Regions from separate parts of the Mus musculus genome. Here region 1 is linked to region 2. The links are chromatin contacts, called in public promoter capture Hi-C maps. All regions are on one chromosome and are shown on one strand. Each heading gives the region's core, a stretch centred on a gene start, on an enhancer-like site or on the middle of the called end of the contact. The rest is flanking DNA. Distances are from core to core; before and after follow the strand shown. Region 1 holds the start of Becn1 (beclin 1, autophagy related). Region 2 holds the start of Tubg2 (tubulin, gamma 2).

Evidence for each region. Capture Hi-C pulls out chosen DNA fragments and counts their contacts.
Region 1: a contact with region 2 is called in a promoter capture Hi-C map of pancreatic islet. The contact joins the promoter of Becn1 here to the promoter of Tubg2 in region 2. A contact is called at or near these places in 6 of 39 promoter capture datasets (cranial neural crest, embryonic stem cells, hematopoietic stem and progenitor cells and 2 more), 1 of 484 Hi-C or Micro-C datasets (embryonic stem cells), 7 of 115 datasets of contacts at active chromatin or transcription factors (the 230-238 cell line, the SCID.adh cell line, effector CD8 T cells and 2 more) and 3 of 9 other capture datasets (adipose tissue, liver and pancreatic islet).

What each region holds. Positions count from the first base shown.
Region 1 is chr11:101,300,031-101,305,604 of GRCm38.p6, forward strand. Becn1 (beclin 1, autophagy related) reads right to left here and starts at 2,256. Exons shown (of 12, transcript NM_019584.4): 1 at 2,102-2,256; 2 at 1,698-1,826. The coding sequence starts at 1,824.
Region 2 is chr11:101,152,673-101,157,633 of GRCm38.p6, forward strand. Tubg2 (tubulin, gamma 2) reads left to right here and starts at 3,212. Exons shown (of 11, transcript NM_134028.2): 1 at 3,212-3,496; 2 at 3,776-3,888; 3 at 4,081-4,248; 4 at 4,780-4,848. The coding sequence starts at 3,448.

The DNA of each region.
Region 1 (5,574 bases), core at 1,006-3,505, 150 kb after region 2:
GTTTCAAGACAGGGTTTTTCTATGTGGCCCTGGCTGTCCTGGAACTTACTCTATAGTCTCACTGGCCTCAAATTCAGAAATCTTCCTGCCTCTGCCTCCCAAGTTCTGGAATTAAAGGCGTGTGCTACCACTGCCGGGCTGAGTCTGAGGAAATTCAAGCATGTGTTTAAAGCAAGCCTCTGTTATATAAGACTCTACCTCAAAAACAAAACATCACCAACAAAGACACAGCTAATATTCATTCAATGACAATCTATTCAGCCGTTTTTTTTAAAAGCATGAACTCCTGTCATTAAGACTGAAGGACATACATTAAATGAGATTATCCAGGCCCAGTAAAGCAAGCACTGCCTGGTCTCACTCAGGTGTGGTGCATCTCATTTAAACTGAGAACAATATGATGGTTATACACAACAGACTGGTTAGACAGGAGAAAAGTTCTGCTCTACTGGACGGTGCTGACTATGGGTACCAATGGTGGACTGCACAGTCCCCAAAAGCCAGCAGGGACGATTAGAAATGTTTCAACCACAAGGAAACAAACAAACAAACAAAACGTTAGAAGAGACAAATGTGCCAACCCTGATTTGAACATCATTACATGTGTATTCAAACATCAAGTGGCACCCCCTAAATATATCAGGTTTTAAAATGTATGAACACTAGTTTAGAAACATGTAAAGCCGGGCATGGTAGCACACAGACCTCCTTTATTCCAACACTTGGGAGATGAAAGCTTTCAACACACAACATTAACCTTTAAAAATGAAAAATAAGCCAGGTGTGGTGGCGCACACCTTTAAGCCCCAGGACTCTGAAGGCAGAGGCAGGACAATCTAGCCAGGCAAGGGCTAGAGTGAAACTCTGTCTATACCAACAGCAAGAACAATGAAAATAATTTTTTTTTAAGGAGAAGAAAAATAAAGAGCTGGGCAGATCACTCAATAGCTTAGAGCACCTGTTGCTCCTGTAAAGGACCTAGGTTCGAGTCCTAGCCCTCACACGGTGGCTCACAACCACCTGTTAACTCCAGTTCAGGGATCTGACGCCCTCTTCTGGCCTCTCCCGGCATCAGGCATTCTCGTCATGGACAGATGTACATGTAAGCAAACCACCTATACACATAACTAATACTAATTATGAATAAAAATGAATCAAGGTCTAGGGAGCTATATACAACAAAGCCAAGGTTTCCATGCTAATGCCAGGCCCATGAACGTGTTTAAACTCGCTAATCACCTCTCTCACTCTCTTCTTCAGGCTTCAAGGCTCTCCTACACTTCACTGGACCTCAGGTAAGTATGCTCACTGATGGCTCTAACCTCAACTCGTCACCTGTAAGAGGATGCACCATGGCACTTCTCCTGTCCTTTTTATTTTTGGAAACAGGGTCTCATTCAATAGCGCAGGCTGGCCTGGAACTTGAGGCAGCTCCGGCGTCAGCCTCCTGAGTTGCTGCAGTTATAGATGTGAGCCACCAAGCCTGGTTTCCACGGGGACTGTTACAGGACACCTGATTGATACACTGGTAAATCTTCAAGAAATTCTGTTATATGTGAATACTCCTTCACTCTGGAGACACTGTCAGAGGTCTATTCCTGACGAGAAAACCGAAAGCCAGAGACCGCCACCTCAATGTCCCTAAAGTTGCCCACTTCCCTCCTTCTTGACCACCCCTTTCCTCGGATCCTGCTGACCTGTGAGTTCCTGGATGGTGACCCGGTCCAGGATCTTGAAGCTCGTGTCCAGTTTCAGAGGCTGGCTACAGCGCTGGCACACGAAGCTCACCTGCATGGTGCTGCTGGACGCCTTAGACCCCTCCATGCCTGCGACAGCGGAGAAAAGACGACGTTAAGAAGAATCGGCTCCTTTGAACCTCGGGCCCGAGGCTACCCGCTGCCTTGGTGGTGGAGGTGAAGAGGAAAATCCCGGTCCGCGCCGTTCCCTCTGGGAGTGGGATGACACCAAGAGGACCCGCTTCCGGGGCAGAGCCCAGCTAAGGCAGTCTAGTCTCCCGAGCGGGGAAACGGGGCACCAGAGTGGCCGCCAGGGACTCTAGGCTTCTTCCTAAGGTCTCACTTCAGGCCCCGACGCTCCTCACCTCAGGAGCCCGGAGCCCGCCACCCAGGCTCGTTCTACCGCGGGGGCACGGTGGCCTCGGGTCCGCCCCGGAGCGAGACCTCCAGAGTTCCCATCGCCCGGTCTTCAGCTACTTCCCGGTCGGCTAGCTGAAGACTTCCGCCCAGGACCAGAAGTGACGTCACGACGGGAGCTGACGCAAGGACCCCTGCTCCAGATCCCTGTTTACCCGGCTCGGAGCGCCATCCAAAGGCCGAGCGGGGAAGTGCAGCAGTGCCGACAGGTGGGCCGAAGCTGCCCACACTCTTCTGATTTAGACGGTCCACTCAAGATTTGTTACTTCCAAGTGGAGCCACTTCTATATTCCTTAGGGATCAGGGTGTTGTTTGTTTGTTTGTTTGTTTGTTTGTTTGTTTGTTTGAGACAGGGTTTCTCTGTGTAGCCCTGGTTGACCTGGAACTCGCCCTGTAGACCAAGCTGGCATCCACTTCACAGAGATCCACTTGCCTCAGCCTCCTAAGGGCTGTGATTAAAAGCGTGCACCACCACCTTCCGGCATGTGTGAGCTTTTAAAGTGTATTTTTGGGAGAGTCAAATTGTCTAAACCCTTCTGAGGGAGTGCGTTTGGCAGGATGGTAAATTTTATTGTTATATGTATGTATGTATGTGTATGTGTGTATGTATGTATATATGTTTGTATATGTGTATATAATAAAATGCAAATACATTAAAGGTGATAGTTATATGTATGTATATATGTGTATGTGTGTATTATGTATGTATATAACAAAATGTAAATAAATAAAAAGGTGACAGTGGAGACTGGAGAGATGGCTCAGCAGTTAAAAGCACCAACCGCACTTCCAGATGACCTGGATTAAATCAAATCCATCCACCCACATGGCAGCTCATAACTGTCTGTAACTCCAAGAACTGACACCACTATCACCACTTTCACACAGTCATCCATGTATGCAAAACACCAATGCATTTGTGGTGTGTGTGTGTGTGTGTGTGTGTGTGTGTGTGTGTGAGAGAGAGAGAGAGAGAGAGAGCTGGCTCCTGTGAGTATGTGTGTATCTGGAATCATATCCAAGGCCTCTCATATACTAAGCAAGTACTCCACCAATGAACTGTATGTCCAGCCCTACTTTGTAAGTTTAACATATGTGGGCTGCCAAGATGGCTCAACCTGTAAAAGTGTGTGCACCAAACGTGAGAGAGACCCTAAGGTCAATTCCTAAGGATCGGAGTAGGAGGAGATGAAGTTGACCTCCAAAGGAATTCCAGGGTATGGACTGCCCTCCACCACCACTAAGGATAATAAAAATAATTGAATGTTTTCCATGTTGCTCCAGTTTTGTTAATTAACATTCTCATTGCTGCAATACATCACAGCAGAAACGCACAGATTACAGTGAATTTCTTTATTGATGGAAACTTCCATTGCTTCCAATTTGGGTGGATACAATAATATCACAATGAGGAATTGACTTTGTCCTAGAACAGAACCTTATCATTAAAAGTACTGTAGACTTTGGAATCTTCTCTTTATTAACATTGGCAGTTGTTTTCAAAACAACTCATATTATATTCTGCCTCTAGTAATCCATTAAAGGGCCTGTTTTATGATGCCTTGCCCAGTATTGGATAAGATATATTTGAGGAACAATAGCAGACAATGGCAGTTCTCCATTCTTTTTTTTTTTTTTTTTTTGGTTTTCAAGACAGGGTTTCTCTGTATAGCCCTGGCTGTCCTGGAACTCACTTTGTAGACCAGGCTGGCCTCAAGCTCAGAAATCCACCTGCCTCTGCATCCCGAGTGCTGGGATTAAAGGCATGCGCCACCATGCTCGGCTCCAGTTCTCCATTCTTGTAATTGATATCACTGATTGCTGATAAGGTTGAAGAGTTTGTCATGTGGTCGCCCCTTGCAGTTCTTACAAATTATGTTCACATATTTGTATTTATTTATTGGATCATAACGTCTTTCTCAGGTTTTAAAATAAATGTTTATGGCCAGGGGTGGTGGTGCACGCCTTGAATCTCAGCACAATGGCAGGCTGATCTTCACAGTGGCCGGCCTGGTCCTCATAGTGAGCTCCAGGTCAGTCAGGGTTGCATGTTAAGTCTTTGGCACACAGATAAACACACACAGACACACAGACACATGTAGACATATATGTATACACAAACACATAGATACACAGAGAGAGAGACACACAGACATCCATGTACACACATACATACAGACACACACAAACACACACACGAGTAAATAAATTCTCATGAATGGTTTAGCTAGCTAACCTTCCTTCCTTCCATCCTTCCTTCCTTCCTTCCTTCCTTCCTTCCCTCCCTCCCTCCCTCCCTCCTTCCTTCCTTCCTCCCACCCATGCTTTTTTTTTTTTAAAAAAAAGGAGATCTCATGAATCCCAAGGATGACTTCAAACTCACCAGGCAGCAGAAAATGACTTGAACTTTTGACCCTCCTGCCTCTCTCTATCTTCTGAGTGCTGGATTAACAATTACATGACCCAGGCTTTCATAACTCAACCACCTGAGATACGCTGCAGCTATTTCCTTCCTTCCTTCCTTCCTTCCTTCCTTCCTTCCTTCCTTTCTTTCTTTCTTGTTTTGTTTTGTTTTGTTTTGTTTTGTTTTGTTTTGTTTTGTTTCGAGACAGAGTTTCTCTGTGTAGCCCTGGCTGTCCTGGACTCATTCTGTAGACCAGGCTGGCCTCAAACTCAGAAATCTGCCTGCCTCTGCCTCCCAAGTGCTGGGATTAAAGATGTGCACCACCACCACCCAGCCCCTAAATTATTTTCTAAATGTGCAGAAATTTTTCATGTTTCATTTGTTTTGTGGAGACAAGATCTTGTGTACCTCAAACTATTCTCAAAATTTCTCTCTGGGGCTAGAGAGAATAATAAAATGCTTACTCTTGGGCTGGAGAGATGGCTCAGCGGTTAAGAGTACTGACTGCTCTTCCGAAGGTTCTGAGTTCAATTCCCAGCAACCACATGGTGGCTCACAACCATCCTTAATGAGATCTGATGCCCTCTTGTGGTGTGTCTGAAGACAGATACAGTGTACTTACATACATAAAATAAATAAATAAAACTTAAAAAAATAATATAAAATGCTTACTCTTGTAGAGAGGGGGCCCATGTTTAATTCCCACCACCATGTATAACTCCATGTCCAGTGGCATTTTCTGGACACTAGGCACACAGGTGGTGCACATGCATCCATGCAGGCAAAATAGCCACACAAAAAATAAAATAAAATAAATAAACATAACAATAGAATCTTGTTTTGTTTTGTTTTTGTCTTTTTGAGACAGGATTTCACTGTGGAGCCCTGAATGTCCTGAAACTCACTCTGTAGATAAGGCTGGCCTTGAACTCACAGAGATCTGATCTCTGCCTTCCGAGTACTGTGCCATGCACAAACCTCATCCCGTGGAAAAAATGTTTTGTTTTTAATCTTTAT
Region 2 (4,961 bases), core at 1,962-4,461:
AGGAAGCTTCTGAAGTAGGAAAGTTTAAAAAGCTCAAAAGCGCTCCAGGAAGTCCCTGAAACTGACCAGAATCAATAGGCCCCTCCCTGCCAGAGTAAACAATAAAAGCTGAGAGTCCCTTTCAGACAAGGTAAGGCTGAGCTGCAAAGATTCCCAGATGAAATCAGTTTTCTGGAAGAAGAAAAAAAACTAAAAAGCTGTTTGGAGGAGGTTAAGACCAACTGAGTCATTTGGAAGGGACACTGTCCAACCTGTCAAGCTGCCTGTTGACTGTGCAGTGTGCTCCAGGTTCCCAGCTTTGTGAGCTGTTACCATATGGAGTGGGCTTGGGTAATGCACCGTGATTCATCTCTGCTCCTATAAGTAAGCCCCACCCACATCCCTGTAAGTAACCTCAATAAAACTCACTGGTTCACCAACTTGGACTTTGGTGTTGTCTGTACTATCTGGAGTGAGTAATGTGTATGTTACATCTCCTCAGGAAAATTCTTGTCACATAATATAAGTGCTGGGAACCAAACCCAGTGCTCTGAACTGCTGGGCCATCTCTGCAACCCAATGATGTTTGTTTGTTTGTTTTTAAGTAAATAGAGAGCTGTGATTGTAGCTTGAGGAAGGGTACTAGCCTCATGAGAGCAAAATCCTAGATTCAGTTCCCAACACCACAAGAGGAAGAGGGAGGAGAGGTCGCTAAGATAAGAATGGATCAAGCACACGCATACACACATGCATATTCTTTATTTTTTATTTAGTTTTCCATTTTATTACTATTACTATTTTACTTTTTTTTTTTTTTTTTTTTTTGGTTTTCTGAGACAGGTTTTCACTATATAGCCCTGGCTGTCCTGGAACTTGCCCTGTAGACCAGGCTAGCCTCAAACTCAGCGATCTGCCTGCCTCTGCCTCCCAAGTGCTAGGACTAAAGGCATGTGCCACCACTGCCTGGCTTATTATTTAACTTAAAAAGGCCAAAATGTCCTGACTTGGGTACAATCTGTAGAAATCCTAAAGAAAAGAAATGGGCAGAAACAAGTGGAAAAGTATTAGATGAATCCTTTTAAGTAGGTAGAGAAGGCAAATCCCTAACAGAAAGGACGGTCAATGTCAAGGGCTGGAGAGGGGCAGGGCCAGAGGGGGCGGGGTGAGACATCTAAGAAGGAATATGGAGCTTTAGGGAAGACAAAAAAATTCTGGCTGTAGTGGCATAAGCCTGTGATGTTAGGACTTGAGAAACATCAGCCGGAGGACCAAGAAATCAAGATTATGAGCTACAGAGTGGCACTGAGGTCAACCTGGATCACATGAGGGATCCAGGCCTCTCCAGCCCCCTCAAAAAAAAAAAATCAAAACAAAAAGGTCTCACACTTAACAAAAGATTAAAATAGTAAACTTAGCATGGCAGTGGTGACGTAGGCCTTTAATTCCAGCGCTTGGGAGTCAGAGACAGGTGGACTTCTGTGAGTTCAAGGCCAGCCTGGTCTCAGACCCAATTCCAGGACAGCCAGGGCTACACAAAGAAAGCCTGTCTCCAAAAACAATTTGGTACCTTTAAAAAAGATACAACTATCCCTTCTCTGCCTTTTGGTTAAACTCAGGTGTAAAGGTATAACTTAATTAATTAATTAAGATACAATGTAGCCTGAGCTGTCTTAGAATTTATGTAGATTAGAATCACTTGCCTCTGGCTCTGAGTGCTCAACTGAAAGGTATGCCTCTATCTGGATGTACTTTCTTTCTTTTTCAAATATATATGTATATATATATATATATGTGTGTTTGTGTGTGTTTGTGTGTATTTTCATTTTTAAAAAAAGATTTATTTATTCATTATATGTCTTAAGTACACTGTAGCTGTCTTCAGACACACCAGAAGAGGGTGTCAGATCTTGTTATGGATGGTTGTGAGCCACCATGTGGTTGCTGGGATTTGAACTCAGGACCTTCAGAAGAGCAGTCAGTGCTCTTAACCACTGAGCCATCTCTCCAGCCCCTATATTTTCATTTTTATTGGTTATTTTATTGACATTTCAAATGTTATCCCCCCTCCCAGTTTCCCCTCCACAAACTCCCTATCCCCTTTCCTCTTCCCCCTGCCTCTATGAGGGTGCTCCCCCACCCACCTACCCACTCCTGCCTCAGCACTCTGTCATTCCCCTACCCTGGACCATTGAGCCTCCACAGGACCAAGGGGCTCCCCTCCCATTGATGTATAACAAGGCCATCCTCTGCTACATATCCAGCTATGCCATGGGTCCCCCAATGTGTTCTCTTTGGTTAGTGATTTAGTCCTTGGGAGCTTTGGGGGAGGGGGTTCTGTTTGGTTGATACTGTTGTTCTTCCTATGGGGCTGCAAATCCCTTCAGCCTCCTTCAGTCCTTGCCCTGATTTCTCCACTGGGGTCCCCGAACTTAAACCAGTGTCTGGACGTACTTTCTAATTACATTTATTTATTTATTCCTTGCAGGTTTGCATACTCCAAGAGTACGCATATAGAGAGGTCAAAGGATAATCCAGGAGTTCGTTCTTGATTCCTTATTTCCACCATGAGGACCCTGCAATCAAACTCCGATGTGGTCAGGCTTGGCAGTAAGGGCCTTTATGACACCTGCCAGCCTGAGATGACTTATTTTATTACCCAGGGTCTCACTATGTAGCTCCAGCTGGCCTGATATTCACTAAACAGGATGACCTAGAACTCACAGAGATCTGCCTCCCACTGTCTCCCAAGTGCTGGGGATTAAAGGCACGAGCCACCACACCTGGTCCCAGCTGACAAACTTTGTATTTTTCATAGTGTAAGAATATGAAAATAGCTGAACGCTTTTAATCCCAGCACTCGGGAGGCTGAGGTAGGCAGATCTATGAGTTTGAGGCAGTCTGGTCTATAGAGTGAGTTCCAGGACAGACAAGGCTACACAGAGAAACCTGTCTTGAAAAACCAAAAAGAAAAAAAAAAAAAGAATATATGTAAACACACATACATGTACACCCACATATAGTAGCACTTCCCTTGCATGCTCACTTGAAAAGAGTTGGCTTAAATGTAGCCCCTCAATTTAGCATATCCGGCAGGTGTAGGCAGGTGACTCCCACACTTGGTGCATCCACCTGGCCACTTCTCCCTTCCCTCCCCCACACCCCTGGGGATCCTCGGCTGGCCAAATGTTACCGTGCGCAAGCGCACATAGTGACAGGAAGCGTGGCCTCGCTCTGCGCCTGTGCTGAATTCCAGCTGCAATTGCTAAGAGAGAAAATGATGCCCAGGATGGGCTCTGCCGCCCGCCGGCTGCGGAGAGGCCCACACTGCACACGCGCAGACCCAGCGCCCGCGTCAAAACATCAGTCGACAGCGCGTTCCCCATGTCCTGCGCCTCCGGCTGGCAGGAGTTCCTCTCAGTCGTGACCCCCGCCGCCAGGCCGGGGCGGACGAGCTAGGTCTGATCGGCGATGCCCCGGGAGATCATCACCCTGCAGCTGGGCCAGTGCGGCAACCAGAGTGAGCAAGCGACCACGGTGCCCCGCTTCTATCCCTCTGGTTCAATCCCTCAGGCTGCACTCAAGTGCCTGGTACCCATCAATCCCCTTTGTCCTTCCCATGATCCACCTTTTCTATTGCGCATGATGATCCAGGCAAGAGCTGCCTCCTTAGCCCTGGGCTGTGACAACTTCCAGACCCAGGTGTCTTGGGTCACCTTCTGGAATGTAATAGCCTCTGAGCCTGGGCTCCTCAGGCCTTAAAGCTGTAGCAGACTTGGGCCTCTTCCTCCTCCCCCAGTTGGGTTCGAGTTCTGGAAACAGCTGTGTGCTGAACATGGAATCAGCCCCGAGGGCATCGTAGAGGAGTTCGCCACCGAGGGCACTGACCGAAAGGATGTCTTTTTCTACCAGGTGCCCCCCGCCCCTCCCCCCCAGTGACTTGACCAGGACCATGGGGACCTGAAGGGACTGGCAGCGCGATCTGGTGCTGGGAAACTCTCTGAGTGGATGGATGGGAACAGAGTGGCTATCTTAAGGGAGGGCCTGCAGGAGCCAGAGTTGGGAGGCTTCAGGACTTGACCCATCCTGGCTTACCTCTGACAGGCAGATGATGAGCACTACATCCCCCGGGCTGTGCTGCTGGACCTGGAGCCCCGGGTGATCCATTCCATCCTCAACTCCTCCTATGCTAAGCTCTACAACCCGGAGAACATCTACCTGTCGGAGCATGGCGGAGGAGCTGGCAACAACTGGGGCAGAGGATTCTCCCAGGTGTCACTCCTAGAGTTCCTTGGTAATCCTAGCCTAGGATAAGGAAAGGCTCAAGCCAGTCTGGGGATCCGTCCAGGTTAGACTTGCAAGAAATAAAGAGACGGGGGCTGGTGAGATGGCTCAGTGGGTAGGAGCACCCGACTGCTCTTCTGAAGGTCCAGAGTTCAAATCCCAGCAACCACATGGTGGCTCACAACCATCCCTAACAAGATCTGACTCCCTCTTCTGGTGTGTCTGAAGACAGCTACAGTGTATTTACATATAATAATAAATAAATCTTTAAAAAAAAAAAAAAAAAAAAAAAAAAAAGAAAGAAATAAAGAGACAAATGGGTATGTTGAGAGGAGGGACTGCTAGGGAAGGTTATGTAAATTTTATGCAAATCGTTCACAAAGTAGCATTTCTGGGTTGAGAGAGATTCTGGTTGGGAAGCTCAGTTTCAGGATGGCAACGGAGACAATGGGTGGAGATCTTGGTGCTGAGAAGAAAGAACCTTTGGTCTGACTTTCCCTTCCCCATGTCTACATACAGGGTGAGAAAATTCACGAGGACATCTTTGACATTATAGACCGAGAAGCAGATGGAAGTGACAGTCTAGAGGTGAGGATCTTCAACAGTGAAGCATGCTGGGGGGAAAGATCAGGCATGATTCAATCACGTGAAACATTCAACTCCGCATTCATTTGGGGACATCATATAGAGCGCATTAAGGT